Regions from separate parts of the Macaca mulatta genome. Here all the other regions are linked to region 3. Evidence: chromatin contacts called from public Hi-C data. All regions are on one chromosome and are shown on one strand. The core of a region is the stretch at or near the end of the contact, and the rest is flanking DNA. Distances in the headings are between cores, read along the strand shown.

Region 1 (4,536 bases), core at 193-2,692, 94 kb after region 3:
TCACCCCTACCTCCTGAAAACCACTGACCACTGTGCCTCCAAGCCCTGGATCACTCTCCATTTGAGATACAAAGGCTGATTAAGGTATTAACCATCACCAACTCCAGCATGGAATAAGGAGTGAAAACTAAGTAAAACCTAGCTTCCAATTTTTGTGGCCACTGGTTCTGACAACCAGCCACCGGAACACGGGGTTCAGCAGTCACTCGGCTACATCTGAAAACTGTTTTGCCGGCCAGCCTCCTCATGCCAAATTACTCAGAGACATAACATTGCTTAATAAAAGGCTGCAAAGCTGAAGCGGACGTTGTTGGTTCTTTTCACAGGCTGTCAAAAAACCTCCACATCTTAAAGGGAAGGTTGCGGAAACTTTATCCCCAACTCTCATGACCTTTCTCCAATTAGGCTGTGTAATGAAAAGAAAAGCAAAAGAGGGAGAAAGAAGTCCAGAGGAACGGCCCTGGGTGCTGGGCTTTTCCAAAGGTGATGCAACAGGGTCAGACAGAAGAGGAGGAGGTGGTGGGAGCTCCTGGGAAAGAAAAAACCAGTCTTGGTGTTGGAAATCTAAGGGGAAACGGCTTAGCAGGACTGGTGGCAGCGTTATTTAGGACGGGCAGGGGCACAGGATCTGGGAGAGGAGGGCGGTCAGAGGCCTGGAGGAAGGGGCACGGGCCCAAAGGCAGGAGGAAGCAGAGAGAAGACAGCTGGTTCGGGCAGGTAAGGGTGGGCTTCGTGGGGGCCTCGGAAAGACGGTCAGGGGAACACAGGATGACCTGCTCGGAGGTGTGGGAGGTGGGGACAGCAGGCCAGGAAAGCCCTTGAGGTGAGAGAAAAAGTCCAGGGGGCTGTTAGGGTGGGAAGAGACTAGCGGCACCCGCGCCAGGGCAGGAGGGCCCAGCGCAGGGGAAACACAGAGCGGCGACAACGGTGGGTGCCGGCGGGCGCGGGGTGCAAGCTGTCCGGGCTCGAGTTAGGCAGGGCTGCCACGGAGTCCCGGCTCCGGGCTGGAGAGAGGGAGACTGGGCCCGGAGCGCGGCGTCAGGGAGGAGGTCGGAGAGGGTTAGGAAGGGCCCGGGACCGCCGGGGACCGACGCTGGCGCTCTCACCGGGACAGGTGTTTCAGGATCTGCTTCTTAATGATCCCGGCCATGCCGGAGCCGCGGCCCGCGTGGAAGGCGGGTGGGCGGGCAGCTGTGGCCTCCTCAGTAGTGGAGAAGAGGCGGCCCCCTCACCTCGCAGCGGCGTGAGCACCGGACACAGCCGCCGCAGACGCCATGGCGCTTTCTCGCCCCTGTTTGGGCGCCTGGCGCTCCGCCACGATCCCACCCACCTGCGCGGCGCCGCGGCCGCCGGCCCAGAACGACGCGAAGATCGCGCGCCACCCGCCGGCCTTGCTTGCGGCGGCCAGAGGCGCTCGCGGTGAGGGGCGGTGGCGCGCGCAGCGCGGGGGCGGGCTGGCTGGAGCCTCCTCCCTCCGCGCTCCCATCTGCCTCTCCGGTCTGAAAAGCTTCTTTCTCCTCTGAGGGGTGTGCGGTTCCTTTCGCACCCGGCAGTCGCCTTGAAGCCTAGGAGAAAGGCGGGGTAGTTGTAATTTTTGCAGAAATTCGTTAGGTCATTGCGCAGCTCCCGGATGCCAGCGTCCGCCTCTCCTTTATTTCCCTCACACATTCACTCAGTATTTGTTGAGCACCAGCTGTACTCCAGGAATCAGGCTGGGGACTAAAAAGTAGTATGAAGGACCTCACAGACCCGTAGATGGGAGACGCGAACCAACCGCTGCGGTCAGCCGCGAAGGGCTTTGTGCTGCAGAGCTGGGAAGGGGGCGCCGTCACCCTCTTGGTGCCTCCCTTAGCCTCGGCTCCTGAACCGATGGGTAAAATATATTCACTCAAGACCTGAGCGGCGCACTGCAGAAGCACTCCCTCCCAAATATGGGGTCAGAAGAAAATGAGACAGTCAGTTGTTAAAACGACCTAGGACTTTAGAGATGAGCATCTTCACTGTGCAAATAACGGAAACGGAAGCCCTGGGAAATAAGAGCTTTCCCAAGGTCACCTACTTAGGGCCACCCAGGACTAGAACCCAAGTATTCTGACTCCCAGTCAAGTGTTACGTCCACTCTATTTCATCCATACGCTTAAAAGTGTAACCCATGGCCGGGCGCCGTGGCTCACGCCTGTAATCCCAGCACTTTGGGAGGCCGAGGCGGGCGGATCACGAGGTCAGGAGATGGAGACCATCCTGGCTAACACGGTGAAACCCCGTCTCTACTAAAAATACAAAAAAATTAGCCGGGCGTGGTGGCGGGCGCCTGTAGTCCCAGCTACTCGGGAGGCTGAGGCAGGAGAATGGCGTGAACCCGGGAGGCGGAGCTTGCAGTGAGCCGAGATGGTGCCACTGCACTCTAGCCTGGGCGACAGAGCGAGACTCCGTCTCAAAAAAAAAAAAAAAGTGTAACCCACATGCCGGCGACACCCGTAGACCCAATGGCAAAGATGGAAAGGTGACAGTTCTCTGGACTTAAGCCTTCAAGCAAAAACTTGGGGAAAAAAAAGAAAGACAAAAACCTCTTGAGACAGTCTTATTCCTATAATATTAGCTGGTCTGGCCACCAGCTAATATTGTATTTTAAATGTAGTCATTCATTCTTTAATATAAAACCAAGGACATTGAACCATGTCTCTCTGTCTCCCAAAACAATTGTTTCCCTCAAAACAATAACTCCCTAATTCCAGAAATAGTCTAAGCACGGTAAATCATACAAATGTTAAATTTTAAAAATAAATAATCAGGCCAGCCGCGGTGGCTCTCCCCTGTAATCCCAGCACTTTGAGAGGCCGAGACAGACGGATCGCTTGAGCCCAGGAGTTCAAGACCAGTCTGGGTAACATGACGAAATCTCATCTCTACAAAAAATACAGAAATTAGCCGGGCGTGGTGGCACGCGCCTGTAATCCCAGCTACTCGGGAGGCTGAGATGGGAGGATCCCTTGAGCCTGGGAGGCAGAGGTTGCAGTGAGCTGAAATCACCCCACTGCACTCCAGCCTGGTGGACTGAGCGAGACTGTCTCAAAAATAACAGACCATGCATTCCTATGCCTATCCCTTAGTCATAGTAAGTTCAATTTTCCCCAGAAGTCCCCAAAATACTCTATAAAAGGGAAGCAAATCATCTTCGGTCTGGGTGCTTTACTACTCACTCCCCTCCAGTAGGATTGAATATCATTAATTGTCCCTCTGCCCACCTCTCACCAGAATATATAACAGGGACCAATAGGGCCTATAGAAGAGGAGGTTTCTTGCCAATGTTATCGGCCATTATTACTTTTTCCCAATTCAGTCCTCAGCCACAGGGGCCTCACAGCAATTTTTGCATTTCAGGCTTCCTTTGCTGGAGCACCCCAGCAAAGAAGATTAGACATCTGAATCAGCTATGTAAGGCAAAACCTACCGCGTGCTCAGAGACTCAGCGTCCTCACTGAATGCGTCATCACGACTGGTGAATGAGTTATTTTTGTTGAATGCAAAAATTCGTGCTCTACAAAAATATGGCCTCTTTAGGGACCAGGAAATAGGAGAGTTGATATTCTCACCGACAGTATTAATGTGTTTATCCTGCCTTGCAATTCTAAGAATCTGAGACATATAAAGACAAAAGGAATCTGAAGCCAATCCATACATTTTTTTCGAATTAAACATTTTATACTGAGATGATTATAGATTAACATTCAGTTGTAAGACATAATACAAATAGGCCGGGCGCGGTGGCTCATGCCTGTAATTCCAGCACTTTGGGGAGCCAAGGCGGGGGGGATCACTTGAGGTCAGGAGTTCGAGACCAGCCTGGCCAACATGGTGAACTCCCATGTCTACTAAAAATACAAACACAAGCTGGGCATGTTGGCGGGTGCCTGTAATCCCAGCTGCTCGGGAGGCTGAGGCAGGAGAATTGTTTGAACCCGGGAGGCGAAGGCTGCAGTGAGTGATCATGCCCCTAACTGGGTAACAGAGCGAGGACTCTATCTCAAAAAAAAAACAAAAAAAAAACAGAGAAATAATACAAGTAAGTCCTTGTATCCTTTACCTAGTTCTCCCCAATAACATCTGGCAAAACTATATTGCAGCATCACAACCAAGATATTGACATCAATAGATAATATACAGAACATGTCTATCACTGTTGCCCTTTTTTTTTTTTTTTTTATAGCTGGAGTCTTGCTGTGTCGCCCAGGCTGGAGTGCAATGGCGTGAACTCAGCTCACTGCAACCTCTGCCTCCCAAGTTCAAGCAATTCTCCTGCCTTAGCCTCCAGAGTAGCTGGGATTACAGGCGCATGCCACCACGCCGGGCTAATTTTTCTATTTTAGTAGAGAGGGGGGTTTCACAATGTTGGCCAAGCTGGTCTCAAACTCCTGACCTCAGGTGATCTGCCTGCCTCAGCCTCACAAAGTGCTGGGATTACAGGCATGAGCCACCGCGCCCAGCCACTGTTGCCCTTTTATAATCACCCCAGTCTTCCTCCAGTACTCACCACTT
Region 2 (4,067 bases), core at 1,568-4,067, 120 kb after region 3:
AGTTCTCTGAATTCTGGCATTAGCAAGAAAGTGAATAATAGGTATATGAAACTATAATGCCAAAAAAGGGCAGAAAGGCACAGCCCCCTCATTCACAATTTCAGAAAATTATCTCTAGCGGGTTTTACCTAGAGAGGGGGTAAAAAAAGGACTGGGGATCTATAAGCAAGAACCGACTAGCTATTAAAAATACCAATTTATCAGAGCATTCTACTCCAGGACAATGTATGAAAATACACAGAACTTGGCCAGGCACAGTGACTCACTCCCAGCACTTTGGGAGGCCAAGGTGGGACTGTTTCTTCATGGCGAAACCCCGTCTCTACTAAAAATACAAAAACTAGCCGAGTGTGGTGGTGCAGGCCTGTAATCCCAGCTACTCGAGAGGCTGAGACAGGAGAACTGCTTTAACCCGGGATGCGGAGGCTGCAGTGAAACAAGGTCATGCCATTACACTCCAGCCCGGGAAATAAAACAATACTCCATCTCAAAAAAAAAAGATAATATACAGAACTATAACAACGTCTTCAAGAGGAACCACCCAACTTAAATGTTCCACATCTCTATTAATGCTGTACTACATCTGACCACATTAGAAAGAATTCCAAATAAAGTGACAATAGAAAAATCACTGGCCAGTTTCTTCCAGCTACTATTCAAGATAATCAAGAGTTATAATTTAGACCAGTCTGGGAAACACAGCGAGGCCTCAGCTGTAAAAAGAATTATGATTTAATCAGATTTCTACAGAGGCAGCAAAGCATAGAGCTGCAGTGTTCAGGGCATGGTTCACAGACATCTAAGGGTCTCTGAGACTCTTTCACAAGGTCTGCAAGTTCAAAGTGTTTTCATAATACTACTAAGCCATTACTTTCCTTTTTCACTGTATTGACATTTTCACTGATGATGCCAAATTCCTGGTACTTCAGAACGAATCAAGGCAATGGCACCCGACTGTATTAGTGATCACTGTATTCTTCAATGTATGTACTCATAGGGGAAAAAAAAAGCTAGTTTCACTGAGTGAAATTAATGAAGCAACAAAATTATTAATTTTTATTAAATCTCAACCCTTAAGTTCAAGTCTTTTTAATATTCTCAGTGACAAAATGGGAAAAATAGACAAAGCACTTATGTTGCATGCCAAAATATGATGCCCTTTCAAGGAAAAGCAGGCATGTAATTGTTCAAATTATGAGCTCTACTAGCTGCCTCTCTTGAAGTCCTGGGCTCAAGCAATCCTCCTTCCTCGGCCTCCCGAAGTGCTGAAATTACAGGCATGAGCCACCATATCCAGCCCAGCTGCCTTTTTGATGGAACACCATTTTTATTTGAGAGTGACAGACACAAACCGTATATTCAGACTTCTCAAAAATGAATGGAGTGAGCCTGTCACTTCAAACAGAGCAATGGAAAGTATTGCCAGTGATAGAATTTGAGCTATTAAGCAAAAATCAGAATTTTGGAAAATCTTATCTGCCACCATAAGCTTGACAGCTTCCCAATATTTAAAGATGGTTCTGATTAGATTGTGACATTAATTAATGTGGGTTTTCATTACATAATCAAATGTGTCTACATTTGAAGCCTGGCACTAACTCAAGTCAATCAACTTTTCCAAATAACCAATGCACATTACAAAATCATGCAAGGCAAAGATCCACTCAAGTGCTCTTTAGACCACTAAATTGTTTTTTAAGAGGCGGGGTTAGCTGGGCATGGTGGCTCATGCCTGTAATCCCAGCACTTTGGGAGGCCAAGGCAGACAGATCACCTGAGGTCGGGAGTTTGAGACCAGCCTGACCAACATGGAGAAACTCCGTCTCTACTAAATATTCAAAATTAGCCGGGCGTGGTGGCCCATGGCTGTAGTCCCACCTACTCGGAGGCTAAGGCAGGAAAATCACTTAAACCCGGGAGGTGTAGGTTGCAGTGAGCCGAGACAGCGCCACTGCACTCAAGCCTGGGCAACAAGAGCAAAACTCCGTCTCAAAAAAAAAAAAAAAAAAAAAAAAAAAGTACTAACAAAACATTCTACTTTAACTGCTGTATTATTTGATAAGCAGTTTTTTTTGTTTTGTTGTCCAGGCTGGAGTGCAGTGCCTGATCATGCCTCACTGCAGCCTCAAGCGATTCTCTCACCTCATCCTCTTGCGTAGCTGGGACTACAGGCACACCACCGTGCCTGCCTTGTTAAGCGGTTTTTAATCAAAGTTACTCTAGGGTGGGAAATAACCTCCAACTATTTTCTACAAGCAGTAGACCTTAAACCTCAGCAGGTGGGAAAGCACAACTTGCATCTTTAAAAAAACACAAAACTCATTTAATTATTACACATAAGGCTTTTTGAAAGTATGGATACGCCACTTACAGAGTCATGGGTGAGGTATGTATCGCAGTAGTCACAATAAAACCTGAAAAGAGGTGAAAGAAAGAAAAAAAGAGATGACAACCAGCTAGATGCCCATCCATGGAAGCGCTGTTCATGGAAGATAAAAACCAAGAAACAAACAAAAAGCCCGACCTCCTCACGACTCAAAAGCGTCAAAGCGTCGACATATAAACCAGGCTTTTTTTGTTGCCTTAAGCGGGATCCATCTCCACTCTAAGAAGGGGTGTCTAGCGCTCTCCATCTCCCTATCTCCGTCCACCTGTCCCAGATACTCTGCCATCCCACGAGGTTTCAGAAACCAGAACCCGCTCTCTGCTCCTGCATAGGGGCCACAACTAGTGACTACGATCACCCTCAGATTTCGGGGCCCCACTCACTTGGGCATGTTGCTCTGCCGGCCGTTGGCCACTCCGTTACGTGACGCCCGGAAATGACGCGCACAGTCAGCGACGACACCGCGGAACCCCACGAGACTAGCGAGAAGACCCGAAGCCCTCGCCACCAGCAGCCGAGCGAGGGGCGGGGCTTTTCCATTTCTTCCTTTCATCTAATAGGATGGCGGGAAGGGGGAGTACTACGGGTCGCTACGAGGTTCAACCCAAGCTCTTTTAATCTTGTTTCTCGATGCTTCCGGAAGAGCGTATTTAATCTTTTTGTAAATATCTAATGATTCTCTGCAAAGCGCATGGGGCTGCTATAAATGCTGAAAAAACAGCAGTGAACAAAACGGATAAAAATTCTTGCCCTCGTGGAGTTGAGATTCTAGTGAAACAAGACACATATTAAAACCAACAGGAGCCGGCGCCGTGGCTAGCGCCTGGAATCTCAGGTACTCGGGAGGCTGAGGCGGGAGGATCACGTGAGCCCAGGAGTTGGAGACCAGCCCTGGGCAACATAGCGAAACTTGTCTCTACAGAAAATTTTAAAACTAGCCGGACGTTGGCCCGACGCGGTGGGTCACGCCTGTAATCCCAGCACTTTGGGAGGCCGAGGCGGGCGGATCGCCTGAGGTCAGGAGTTCGAGACCCGCCCGGCCAACCTGGTGAAACCCCGTCTCTACTAAAAATACAAAAATTAGCTGGGCGTGGTGGCGGGCGCCTCTAATCCCAGCTACTCGGGAGGCTGAGGCAGGAGAATGGCTTGAAGCCGGGAGGCGGAGGTTGCAGTGAGCCGAGATCGCGCCATTGCACTCCAACCTGGGCGACAGAGCAAGACTCCGTATCAAAAAAAAAGAATTCGCTGGAGGTGGTAGCGCGCGCCTGTGGTCCCAGCTACTCGGGGGACTGAGATGGGAGGATCGCTTGAACCCAGGAGGTCGTGGCTATAGTGAGTCGTGATCGCGCCACTGCACTCCAGGCTGGGTGACAGAGTGGTACCCTGTCTCAAAAAAATAGTAAATATTTATAGTAGTCGGTTAGGTGGAGCAAAGTGAAGGGGGGAAGAGGGGAGTCCAACTTTACAGATGATAGAGAAAGGTTATCTCTTGCCTTTTTAAAATTTTTTGGTTTTGTTTTGTTTTGTTTTTTGAGACGGAGTCTCGCTCTGTCGCCCAGGCTGGAGTGCAGTGGTGCTATCTCGGTTAACTGCAAGCTCCACCTCCCGGGTTCAGGCCATTCTCCTGCTTCAGCCTCTCGAGTAGCTGGAACTACAGGCGCCCGCTACCACGCCCGGCTAA
Region 3 (4,201 bases), core at 199-2,698:
CCGCCTCCAGCAGCTCCTGCTCCTTCCCCATCCCCAGGGCCGCCACCCGCTGGACCCCCCTCCCCGGGGCTGCAGCCGAGCCTGCTCGGGCTCCCAAACTTTCCGTCTCCGGGCAACGCACCCCCCAAACCGGCTGGGGACACCACCCCCCCTCCCTGCCTTTTCTCCACAAGCGCGTCACTTCCGGGATCCGGCGTCACGCGTCACCGCGCCCCCGCGCCCCGCCCCCTAGCTCACCTAGCTGGGCGGGGCTCCGCGGACCAGCGCAGGTGGATTTTGCTGTGCCGAGACAGGCCTCACGGGTTATGGGGACAGCGCCTTGTGGGTCCCCATTATATAGGTGGAAAGGGACAAACAGGCCCACCTGTACGCGCCTCCCGAAGTGCGCTCCTTCCCTAAACGTTTTGGGAGCTCCTGGGACAGGAAATACGGCAATTCGTCCAGGCAGCGCAGAAACAAAGAGATAAATATGGTAACGCGCACCTACATTTCCAAGGACATTCTTTAAGCACGCATAAATTAAATATGTAATAGGTGCTGGGACCTAGTCATACCCAGGTGAATAAAACGCCCTCCCCCTCGTATCTCTATGAGGGAAGAGAAGAAAATTTTAAAATAGAAATATCCTCACCACTTCATCCTCCCAGTACATGAACTAGTTCGTTAAAGTGAAACGTTCGAAGGAGACACCTTCCTCTCTTTAGGCTTTCCTCTTAGTTTTGGTAAGATTAACCAAAATGATAGAAAAGTGTCAGACTTGTAGAAACAAACCTCAATCTTGAATACTTGCGAACTGAAAAAAAATCATTTAATTGGATAGAAACTATGTGTGTTTTGTTCCCTGGTACTAGCACTGTTTCTAAATCGAAGTACGCAGTCAATAGTTGTGGATGAATAAATGAATTGGATAAATTCTGCTCAAGCTAGATGACTTTTTGTTGTTAAGGTGCTTGCTGAATGGAGCGGAAATGCTAGCAATTCCACGTACACACAGACCCGCGGTTTCGGGCCAGTTGAAATACACAAGGTTGAGTCTTGCCTGAAAGTTTACCAATCCCGGGTAGCCTCATTCCACGACACCGCCATACAACGGAACTGAGTTTTCTCCCGATCCCCCAACTTTACTCTGAGGGGTTAACGAAGGGATTAACTGGTATTGAATTTTTAGACAGGCGAAAAGGAAAAAGTTATTTAGTAAACAAAACTGCGCTCCTTCACAAGTGCTGGTTTCCTAGCTAGGAGGATCCATAGTCTGAGCTCTTTACGTCCAATTTTCCCGCTTCCCACTGTCGCCAAACCAAAGTTAAAATGAGTCCTCTAGTCCTCTACGCGCGCCTCAAAATGACCCCTCAGGAGAGCGGTAGGGGTGATGTCATCGCTGCGCGACGACAGGAAGTAAGATACTGTCCTGTGCAGCTCGGGGTTCCGAGCTTCTGCCTCAGACATCGCCGCGATCTCCTCTCCCCTCCAATCCTATCCGTGATGGACGATGCCCGCGAGTCGCCCTCCGACAAAGGTGGAGAGACAGGGGAGTCGGATGAGACGGCCGCTGCGTCCGGGGACCCGGGGGCTACCGACACGGATGGAATCCCAGAGGAAACTGACGGAGACGCAGATGCGGACTTGAAAGAAGCTGCAGCGGAGGAAGGCGAGGTAGGAAGAGATGTATCGATGAGGCTGAAGGAATACCCAGAGATCGTGTTACTGGGTGCTTGCCGGGCTTCTGGTTAGTCCCTCCCAAGTTACGAGAACTCGAACTCACCAGAACTCCCTCCAGATCGTTAATCTTGAGGGGGAAGAGAGCGGACGACCAAACAGAACTCCAGTGCTGGTTCCGTTCCAGAGGCTCAAGCACTGCGTTAATATTTTTAGTCTTGTCAAGGGATTAAAGCTACTTCTAAGGGAGTTTTAATAGCCTATTGGCTTTAGTGGTGAGGAAACTGGGATCCAGTGTCACACTGAGACGCAGTGCAAGAGCTAAAACCCAGGATTCGTAGCACCCCTTTCACCGCAATATGGTTCGTCTTAGATGTTAAGACAACTTTGTTTCTTTATAGGAAGGAGGGTCGATCAAACCTGTCAAAGGGAGATAGACTTTTATAAAAGTGTCGCCCGGGCTGTAGTACAATGGCGCGATCTCTGGCTCACTGCAACCTCCGCCTCCCGGGTTCACGCGATTCTCTTGCTTCAGCCTCCCAAGTAGCTGGGATTACAGGCTCACACCACCATGCCCGGCTATTTTTTGTATTTTTATTAGAGACGGGGTTTTACCATGTTGGCCAGGCTGGTCTCGAACCCCTGACCTCGTGATCCGTCCGCCTCGGCCTCCCAAAGTGCTGGGATTACAGGCGTGAGCCACAGCACCCGGTGATCAGGGACCCATCAGTTGGGTCTGGTGTTTTTATGCTACAGAGAGTTCAGCAGTGTTGCCTAGCTGAACATTGGTCAGGACCAGAAACTCATCGTTCTCTGGATTACATTTCTGGAAGTAGAATCTTGGGGTCTTAGAGCTAGAAGGGATTTAAGAGATCGTGGGGTGAACAGTAGATTAGATGGAAATAGCCTTTCAGTGTATAAAGTTGCATAAAAATGTATAAAGTAAGAACTTTTAGAAAAAGAGAAAATTTGGCCGGGTGCAGTGGCTCACGCCTGTAATCTTTGGGAGGCGGAGGTGGGTGGATCGCCTGAGGTCAGGAGATCCCCAATATGGGGAAACCCTGTCTCTACTAAAAATACAAAAATTAGCTGGGCATGGTGGCAGGCGCCTGTAATCCCGGCTACTTAGGAGGCTGAGGCACAAGAATCGCTTGAACCTGGGAGGCAGAGGTTGCAGTGAGCCGAGATCGCACCACTGCACACCAGCTTGGGTGCCAGAGTGAAACTCCGTCTCGAAAAAAAGAAAAAGAGAACATTTGACAAAAGTATTTTAAGGCAGGTTTCTTTTTTTGTTTTTGTTTTTGTTTTTGAGACTGAGTACTCGCTCTGTCACCCAGGCTGGAATGTGCAGTGGCGCGATCTCGGCTCACTGCAAGCTCCTTTAAGGCAGTTTTTGTTGGTTTGTTGAGACAAGGTCTCACTCTGTCACCCAGCCTGGAGTGCAGTGGCACAGTCTCTGCCTCCTGGGCTCAAGCAACCCTCTTATCTCAGCGTCCGCAGTAACTGGGATTGCAAGCATACTGCACCACGCTCAGCTGAAGTTTTTGTATTGTTTTGTTTTGTTTTGTTTCGTTTTTGAGACGGAGTCTCGTTCTGTTGCCCAGGCTGGAGTGCAATGGCGCAATCTCGGCCTACTGCAACCTCCGCCTCCCAGGCTCAAGTGATTCTCCTGCCTCAGCCTCCCCAGTAACTGGGATTACAGGCACGTGCCACTGTGCCCAGCTAATTTTTGTATTTTTAGTAGAGCCAAGGTTTCACCAAGTTGCCCAGGCTGGTCTTGAACTCCTGACCTCATGATCCATCTGCCTCAGCCTCCCAAAGTTCTGGGATTATAGGCATGAGCCACCGCACCTGGCCAGCTAAAGGTTTTTTAAATATTGTTTTGGTAGAGACAAGGTCTCATTATATTGCCCAGTCTGGTCTCCAACTCACTGGGCTGAAGTAATCCTTCCGCCTCAGCCTCCCAAAGTGCTAAGATTACAGGTGGGAGCCACCATGCCTGGCCAAGAAGGAAACTTTAAAACAGGTGTCAAGGACAGCAAGGATTTGAATAATTAGCTTGGTACACTAGAGAGCTCACTACATATATAAATTTGCACCGAACAGAGGATAAAATTATGTTGTTTCTGAAACACTTTTAAAAATCAATCATGTACTAGACCATGAAGAAAAATATGAATTCTTAAAAGATATCATAACAGGCCACATCTTGTTAATGCAATGCATTAAACTTGAAATTAACTACAAAAAGCTTCTCCCCCACCAAAAAAGAACCCCCTGGAAATTTTAAACTACTTTTTAAATAGCCTTTAGACTAAAGAAATTAACAGAACACTTTATCAAATGATATGGGATTTGGCCAAAGCTTTATTTAAAGAAAAATGTATAGCCTTACATATTTTTATTAACAACCAGAAGATACTGCAAATAAGCACCTGACTCAAGAGACCAGATAAAGGGCCTAGTGGAGTGGGTCACACCTACAGACCTAGCTACCTGGCAGGCTGACACAGGAGGATCGCTTGAGGCTGCAGTGAGCTATGAT

The links. A called contact is a pair of places that touch in the nucleus more often than the background predicts.
Region 1: a Hi-C map of liver shows a contact between it and region 3, with 4 times the contacts expected there. The contact joins the promoter of BLTP3A here to the promoter of TAF11 in region 3. A contact is called at or near these places in 2 of 14 Hi-C or Micro-C datasets (fetal cortex germinal zone and liver).
Region 2: a Hi-C map of fetal cortical plate shows a contact between it and region 3, with 1.8 times the contacts expected there. The contact joins the promoter of SNRPC here to the promoter of TAF11 in region 3. A contact is called at or near these places in 4 of 14 Hi-C or Micro-C datasets (CD4 T cells, fetal cortex germinal zone, fetal cortical plate and 1 more).

What each region holds. Positions count from the first base shown.
Region 1 is chr4:147,481,888-147,486,423 of T2T-MMU8v2.0, forward strand. It overlaps BLTP3A (bridge-like lipid transfer protein family member 3A), which reads right to left and starts at 1,443. Exons shown (of 21, transcript XM_015136171.3): 1 at 1,107-1,443. The coding sequence starts at 1,150. LOC114677624 (a long non-coding RNA gene) reads left to right here and starts at 584. Exons shown (of 3, transcript XR_003728998.2): 1 at 584-717; 2 at 3,382-3,499.
Region 2 is chr4:147,508,031-147,512,097 of T2T-MMU8v2.0, forward strand. It overlaps SNRPC (small nuclear ribonucleoprotein polypeptide C), which reads right to left and starts at 2,818. Exons shown (of 6, transcript XM_001111611.5): 1 at 2,770-2,818; 2 at 2,372-2,414. The coding sequence starts at 2,777.
Region 3 is chr4:147,387,999-147,392,199 of T2T-MMU8v2.0, forward strand. TAF11 (TATA-box binding protein associated factor 11) reads left to right here and starts at 1,449. Exons shown (of 5, transcript NM_001261556.1): 1 at 1,449-1,653. The coding sequence starts at 1,483. ANKS1A (ankyrin repeat and sterile alpha motif domain containing 1A) reads right to left here and starts at 214. Exons shown (of 25, transcript XM_078000113.1): 1 at 1-214.